2 separate regions of the Anas platyrhynchos genome follow, and region 1 is linked to region 2. Evidence: chromatin contacts called from public Hi-C data. All regions are on one chromosome and are shown on one strand. The core of a region is the stretch at or near the end of the contact, and the rest is flanking DNA. Distances in the headings are between cores, read along the strand shown. Region 1 overlaps POLR3B (RNA polymerase III subunit B). Region 2 overlaps POLR3B (RNA polymerase III subunit B).

Region 1 (3,993 bases), core at 1,249-3,748, 36 kb after region 2:
AAAACTAATCAGACAGTCAGACTGCCCACTTGATTCTACACCTGTCATCTTTTTCCACAAGTAGTACTATCTGAAAAGTGCAGTGCTCTTCCACTTCTCTCCCCAAAAAATAACAAAAATAAACAATGAAGCTACCTAACACAAGTGAATTGGAATAAAACAGCAATACAACTCTTCAGGATTGCTAAAATTTAAGCCAATTATTTCCTCTATATGCATATTAATTACTTCTAGTTCTTAAAATCTCCATAGAAGAAAAATACTAATAAAGTTTCTAGCCTGACCTTTTTTGCTTGTTCAACCTCTTCTTGCAGATACTAACAGTTTTCCAAAATACTTAAAACAACATTGCATGACACATTTTAAGTGTTCACAATGATTAGCGAGCAGTGTAAATTCTAAAACCTGGCAATCCTGTCAAGGGACTTGATTTTACAGCAGCTCCAAATGTCAGAAGGACTGAAAATGCAGCAGCTACCAAATGCTGGATGTTCCCAGCATACACGGCACAGGGAGGCTGAACAAGTTAAATTTTCAGCCATCACAAGCTAAGACTTCCTGGAGTCAGTTGTACAGTTTAATTTCTGTATGTACAGAATTAAACTGAATTATAACGGTCTCCATTAAACACAGTTGTAACATTTCTTTCCCTTCTGGAAGCAAAGAAAGCAAACCACACGTTATTCTATCAATGGGATGGGCCACGAGTTTTCACTTGCTTTCCTCCACCTACATGTCCCAGCTGGGCTGGCCAAAACATCTGGCAAATGGTCCTGTAAAGCAAGGATCTAAATTATAAAATACCCTTTTCACTGGCATCACATATGCACTTAGGAATAACCAAAAAGCACTGGAAACTCAAGACAGGCATATGATTTGCAACAAAAAACTCTCACTGGCCTTAACAGAGAGTAAGATTGGAGTACCTTCAACACTCTACAATACATAGGGAACACTTACTGCTCAGTTACCAAACAGTAAACCAACCACACAAACCAATAACAACACACTGTTTGTTAACTCTTGACAGAAATGGCATCCTTTTTCCATTTAGGGCACAAAGTCTTTGCTAGAAATTGATTAAGTGTTGTTATATTTTTTTTTTTGGACCTGGTATGAGAGGAAGGAAGCCTCTTGCCATTCCTGATCCTTACAGTGCTACTCACCTTTACTAGATGATACCCTCTCACTCTTATCAAAAGAAATCCAGTCACCTGCAACACACCTGCGATGTTACAGCTCATTATAGAAGAATTTCCTCAGAAGTAAAAACACCTTTTATGAAGCATCATATTAAGAAGAACTCACTGGTGTCTCAAAAAAAATTTGATTATGAGGGACGTATTTCAAATGGAGGGAAAAGGGAAGGGATGCATGCAGTTTTAAGATGTCTGAAAGTCTTGTTAAATAAGAAATCTTTTGAAATCAATCATGGTATAAATACGATATCAACAGGTTTCTGAGCAGGACATTTAACAAAGGTCACTCCGGAAAATGCTTTCATATTTTAAAAATTTTATGATCAAGAAATCAAAACTCCTAACTCCGCGTGCTGTAGAGATTATAAAGTCACATCATCCTTCCTCTGCTCTGAACTAGTAAAGTAAGTTACACCCCAAGTACATGAACTTGCCCGTATTTGCCAGTCTGAAAAGCTTAACACTTTGCTAATTTCACTCACAGACTCTCAGTCTGTAAGAGCTCTGACTATCTGGCAAGGCAGAGTCTCACAATAACCACATTATTTAGGTCAAGAGTAAGTGATTAAAGGAAAAGGATGGAATGCCAGTGATAATATTCAGTGGATTTCATAGTTAGTCCAGGGCCTTTCAGCCTGCTTAAGACAGGATCGCTAAAGAGCAAATTATATTTAAGAAAAAAAAAATTCTGACAGCTCATCAATTGATTTTCATTGAAAATCCAAAGAAAAATTAATAAAGAAGTTAAGCTGCTGAAATACAGTTTCACCAATTAGCTTAATGTCAGAGAATTCTAATTAGGCGCCTTGAGATTGCTATTTAGCGTTTAAGCCTTTAGAGTGCCAAATTCTCCCTTTCACACAAACTGGTTGCAAAATTAAAGACATTAGGCAGCCTTAATTATATTATCAGAACAGCTGGGATTAGGCAATCTCTGAAGTCAAGGCGGTATTCTTTTGTCACAGGGTAGAAATCCCTTGCTTTCCAGGGTGCCGGATTTTGGTGCTGTTCCATATCTCACCCATACAAAGCAAGCTGCATTAGAAACAAAAAAAAAATGAGGACAAAGAACAGAGTAATGCTTAGCAAATAATGAACACATTAAGGAAACAGAAAAGGTAGGTGAAAAGATTAAGCCTGAAATCGGTAGGTTTTGCTAACACCTCAGCTGGCACCTGGCCTACCAAGCCTCTAGTGGCAGCAAGACTAAGAGAAAGCTCTGTAAACCAGCTTGGCTAGTGGATACAACTCTGTTATCTAAAGCTAAAGCACATTTCGTACTCTCTTGTCCCATGGGGTGTGAAATTAGCAGCTATTGTTTTCACACATCTTTATAAACACAATGCCTTTTATGTCTTTACATTGTTTAGACTGCTATGTTTTTCTCCTCACATGGGAATCTTTTCTTTTTTTTTTCTTTATTCAAATTTTAAATCAACAGGATTTTTATTCCAGGAACATGCTGGCATTAAGACAAAAACAAAACAAAACAAAAAAACCCTCACTGCCCATTTTAATCACACAAACTTTAGCTAAACACAAACATTTAGAAACTGACAAATGATCTCTAGGCTTTTTAGTCTGTAATCCAATCAAATTAATATTACACTGATAACATGGCAGAGAGGAATTCAAGTGTTCAGCTTGAAATGAGCCTTTAAAATATCACAAGGGATCCAGAACTACTCTTAATCAAGCGTTACAACCCCCCCTGCACAGTTCTCCTTGATGTAGAAAAAATATGCACTGCCTTTGTTATGATGATCCTCTACATTTAACCCCCCTCCCCAGTTAATTTAAAATGACTTCATCTGTTAACATTTGTGCGCAGAAGCCTTTTTCGTACAGCTTGTACAAAACTTTTTACCTGCTCTATTTTCTGCCTCTAAATTATTAGGAAAACCCAACTGTTTCTCAATCCAGTTAAATAATACGATGGCAGAGCACTAACTACATTGATTACAGTCATACTGATCTACAGCAACAGTACAACAGAAAAAACAAACAAACAAAAAAACAAACAGATAAAAATCCATTACACATTAAAACTTTCATCGAACTAGAATATTGCACTGTCTTCCTATCGAGCATTACGCCTTAAAGGTAGATTCTGCTTTGGTACAAGAGTAGAAGCTTGATGGACAGTCCCTTACTAATGTAAAGAAAGGAATTTCTTTCCTAACTGGTTATGAGTTTTCATAGTTTTATCTTTTGTTTTCATAGTTTTATTTAGTGTATTCAAGAGTGTCATCTTAGGTTTTCAGGAAACTAGGAAGTAAAGCACATTTTTACTTTTACTCTGAAATGATTGTGCAGTGTGTGTGTGTGTGTGTTCCCATGTGTGGATGGAAGACAAGGCAAAGTGGGAAGGAGAAGAGGCCTATAAGGCCATCTTGAAGATGCAAGGACATCTTAAGAAGTACAATACAAATGAGCATTTCCATTGCTGCAACAGAAATCCCAGTACAAACGATGTACAGAACTGGATGCATAGCTTCTCCAGCCTGGTGCATTCTGTATACGTGTCTGGATTTCTAATAAGCAGAGACAATTTTGAGCACTAAGATTCCAACTTAAATTCATACAGAGCACAGCAATAAAATCCAATTTTTATCTAAATCAGTTAGTCACATAACCACTATGGTTAGGAAACATCCATGCCAGGGTAAACAAGCTGTTCCTTCACCAACTCCTGCTTTAGGAGAATAAAGTTTGGCGCACAGCTGCAAACCACCACCCTCTCTGCTAAAGAATGGTGCCAGTCAGATACCTCAAACCATTCTCTCCCTTGCAG
Region 2 (4,368 bases), core at 683-3,182:
ACTATCTTACGTTCTTTGAACTCTGTGTCTCAGAAGCTGGTCTGATCAGCACAGCAGGAAGTTTGCAGATTAGAGTATTATGCCAGACTGAATCATTGTGTAATCGAAAGAGGGAAAAAAAAAAGAAAAAAGAGCACACACAAAATATTCCCAAGGCACAGACACCTGCTTCCAAATCCATATTTTACAGTACTATTAAAGACAATATGAAAATGCTAATCTGATTCTGAGCATATATGAGAATTGCTGCCAACAAAACTTGAAATTTCTTTCAATCTCTCAGAAGGAAAACCTTGATTTTACTTTTCTTGTCATGCAGAAGAAGTTGGGAGATTTTCATGTCTACTACAATGGCCATTCACGTTAGAGCCATGCAAATACTAATAATTCTTACAGTGTGGAACCACAAAACGCTTTTAAGAAAAAAGAAGTACCCCATTCTTCAGCCTCTTGCCTCCATCTCACAGAGCGGTTTGTCAATAACAGAAAGTTCCTGAGCTCCGAGACATAAGCAGCTTTTTCAGATGTGCCTCAACAGGATTTCCCCACTCCCCTGAAACATCTAAATCTATGCAGCAGATTCTTACCCGGTGATACCAGATGTTACGTAGTCCTTCCCTAGGTAGTTATAACCATGGCGAATAAGATCTTCACACACATCCTTAACTTTACTGCCTCCAAAAGCTGTTCCATAGTGAAACCTGCCATCGAGCACCCCAGCCTTTCCAGCCAGGAGTTCAATTAACTTTCCTACCTGTGACAGGAAAAGCAGAGTTAACAGCGGGCTCTCCAGTATGGGCCAGAACATCTCTGGGTCAGTCACAGCATTGGTTAGCCAGACAAAGAGTCTGAGACGGCAACCTGGGTTACTGCACACAATTAAAAGAGTGGAAGAAACCCAAGGAGGTCAGGAACTATGCCTGTGTGAAGGGGTGAAAAACAGACAGGGTGTGGGATCCCTTGAAGGTCCAGAGTCAGGCAGCCCCATTTTTTCCACTTGTCTGAAAAGTGAGCATGGTCCAACGTGGCCTTCTGCACTGGGAGACAGCCGCAGAGGTTAACACGCTACGGTGCAGCGGGGGAAACAGAAGAAGCTAACAAAGACAAAAAGACCAGAGGCTGTACCAAGTGATCATGGAGGTCCCATATAAAAGGCCAGGCTGTAATTTATCTAGCACGGCTCAGCATCACAGGTATGAGCCTTGCATGAATTCCAGGGAGGCATGTGTAATGTAAAGAGTTATATAGGTCAGGAACTATGACTGAGACTCCTCTCCACTCTTCCCCTCCCAGTCTGCCCCCAGCTGGCCTAGTGGGCATAGCCAACTGGGAAGGAGAGCAAGAAATTTTCAAAGGGAAAAGGCAGAACTGAGGTACCTGGTTGCTCTTCTATTAGCTCGATGGTGAACAAAATGAGGATGATGCACAAAACAGCCCACATCCCTACTTTTTTACAGCAGGATGTTTCAAAATATGCCAAACAGATGGCTGACTACTCATAAGAGAGCAAGCACGTGGCACGGTGACTGCAGAATATTCTCAGTGTGACCGCGTGGTTCAAATTTTTTGCTTCTTCTGGCTAATCCACTTCACTTTCTTTATTGGGGAACACTGCCTCCTGAATCACACAACATAGCCACTAACCGTCATACGCGATGGGAAGCCGTGAGGGTTCATTATGATATCTGGACAGATCCCTGTATCGCAGAACGGCATGTCCTCCTGAGGAACAATCAGTCCGCACACCCCTGCAGAAGAGAGAACATTTCAATTCACAAACAGCAAACCACCAGCAGGGCTGACGCTCATCACCAGATTTTTCTTTAGTGTTTTCCTCCTCCTCTCTTTCTCATGGATCACTTTTTACCCAGATTCATTACCATGACCAGTGCTCGCAACCTGCAGGCTAGAAGAGAGCCCTTGTGACAGGACTGGCGAAATTAGCATACCCTTACATAATGCTCCCAGTGATTTGTGAGCTAGCAAATTAGGGAAGAAAGCTTTAGATACAGTTTTCAGAGGCAACCAGAAACTTCTGACCAATCAGTCTGGAATATCTCAAAGGAGACACAGTTTTTAGAGCTGATACTGTTATTTCTAGGGGGTGGGGAAAAAGAAAGAAAGCAGGTCTCTATTTTCTCTATCATCAATTCAGAATTTCTTTAATGTACTCTTTATTAATACTTAATCTCTTTATTAATACTTAATAAAAACAAACGAAGTCAGGTTTTGACAGCAACTGAGGGGAGATTAGGAGAAAATACTAAAAATGAGAACAAAAGGATGTTTTTTCAGGTAGCATTCATTTGCTGAGCAAAGACTGCTCCCAATAAATTACCAAGTACAGTCCACTCCTCATACTGCTTGTGTTTTGTCAGTCAACAAACAAAAATTGTACCTTTTGGAAAAAAAAAATCAAAAAGTTTTTTTCAATCTCACCAGATTACTGGAAGCAAAACAAACAAACAAAAAGCCAAACTCTAAAGCTACTTGTGCCACGTTAAACAGAAGCACAAAAACTCATTTCAAATAGCCTGTCATACGTGGCGAAATTTTCCTTTCTCTCCCTTACAACTGTGAATTCTGCAGATTAAAATACTGCAGCTCGAAATGACCGAGAGATCTAACACACAAATTCAGGTGCTAAAATGCAGCTGCTTAAGCCTGCGCTCCTTTGAAGCACAGCTACTGTTTCAGCTGGACAATTTCTTCCAGAAGCCCTCAGAACTGAAAAAGCCTGCAAGCTATTTGAGAGCAGCCTGCTGCAACTGCCAGAGCACGTTTTGGGAACAGCCTTGGAGCGGAGGGGGCTCCTGGATGACTGAGGGTGCGGGTTACATCCCTAAAAAGGCATCCCCCGAGCAGCCACTTCACAGGGGGATATCGGCGTCTGCTCAGGAGGGAGCTCCTCTTCCACTGTCCAAGCAAGACAGGGATAGGTGTACGGGACAGTAGTTAATAGAATGAGAATGGTAAGCATGGGGGAAGGGGGTAGGAGAAAAAAAAAAAAAAAAAGGAGCGGAGTGTCTGGGCGTGGGGGTCATATTTAGTTTTTGAACCTATTGAAATTAATTTTCATTGTTCCATTATGATAAATCGATAACATCCTTTTATCCCTCCCCACCAAGCAGCAATCATTTGCTGAAAATGAGAAAAAAACAAACAAACAAAAAAACACCATCTCCTGTGTACACAGTTTTTTTTATCCTAAAATTATATGCATAAATACTTTGTTATGTAGATATTATGGCACGTATATTGTGCCTTATTCCAATTTACTTCTAAGAAAGCATTAGGATGCATCTGGACTTCAGGGCACCTGTAAGCCAAAAATTAAATCTTAGCTAACTTAAAATTACTTTAGGCTCTGAAAACCTTTTATATGCCAAGCCGGTTCCCATAGCAGACAGCCACTGTGTTGTTTGTTTTGTGTGAAAGTGAATGATAAAAGATCCATGAAATCGACACAGAAAGGCAGAACAGCAGAAAGAACTGAGGGCTCTCCATCATAGCGGCTTCTACCCTCCGCTGACTTGTATAACAATGGGACCTACACACCCAACTGCAGATCTAACACAGCTGTGCATTTCATTAGATGAAGAGCACTAGTGACACAAGTAAATAATTAACTTATTCTGGTCCGCTGACTGTGGTTATGAGACCAGTCATAGCTGACAGATTTTAATACAAGTTAACACAAAGACAGCATAATGAGCTTAGAAGTTAAAAACAAAATATTTAGACAGAACCCAGCAATGTGAAGCTTGCTAGGCCATTTATAAGTTTCTATTTTAGCAAGAAAGAAAAAAAAAAAAGAAAGAAAAAACGAGAAAGCTGTAAAACCTCAATTCTAAGCTTCTGTATTTTAAGAAGGTGCTGAATTTAGGTAACAGAGCTCTATACAGCACGTCCATCTGTATTTAGGGAACAGGACAGAGAACAGATTCCTCTCCTCCATATTTTAAGAAAGTTCATTCTTTACAAGAATTTACAATTCTTTCTTGTAAAGAATGAACTTTCTCATAGAGAGCTACTTTAAAAGCTGGACACCCTTCCTGCACACAACATGACTTCTAAAAGCAAGTAACTGCAACTCGCTTCAAAGTGTAAACTTGATTTCCTTTTGCAGTCACTTTCCTTCAGAAGCTCTTCAGAGATTAGCTCATGCTTGCGAGCCTGCTCTGGAAGCTCCCGAATTTGCCACTCTCTTTTTCATCCCCGATTGTTGAGCCAGGGTTTGCAGCAGGGCAGTAAAAGGCCAGCCTGCCGGTTCTGCATTGCTGAGCAGCTGCAAAAAAAAGTGATCAAGTGAATTAATCCGTTATAAGTGGAATTATCACTTGGAACTGGCCAATAAAACAGTAAAGG

Evidence for each region. A called contact is a pair of places that touch in the nucleus more often than the background predicts.
Region 1: a Hi-C map of F5 follicle shows a contact between it and region 2, with 3 times the contacts expected there. The contact joins two enhancer-like sites. A contact is called at or near these places in 3 of 8 Hi-C or Micro-C datasets (F1 follicle, F5 follicle and small yellow follicle).

Annotation. Positions count from the first base shown.
Region 1 is chr1:57,130,528-57,134,520 of IASCAAS_PekinDuck_T2T, forward strand. The region is part of intron 12 of POLR3B (RNA polymerase III subunit B); the gene reads right to left. Among named protein-coding and RNA genes, the nearest start is that of POLR3B, 22 kb to the right of the region's middle. Within about 2 kb of position 2,499, at least 1 of the 8 cell types and tissues checked has an H3K27ac peak or open chromatin away from gene starts, as enhancers often do. A contact at or near this core is called in F5 follicle, where this site is marked.
Region 2 is chr1:57,094,694-57,099,061 of IASCAAS_PekinDuck_T2T, forward strand. POLR3B (RNA polymerase III subunit B) reads right to left here. Exons shown (of 28, transcript XM_027449743.3): 24 at 1,645-1,748; 25 at 588-754. Among named protein-coding and RNA genes, the nearest start is that of RFX4, 20 kb to the left of the region's middle. Within about 2 kb of position 1,933, at least 4 of the 8 cell types and tissues checked have an H3K27ac peak or open chromatin away from gene starts, as enhancers often do. A contact at or near this core is called in F5 follicle, where this site is marked.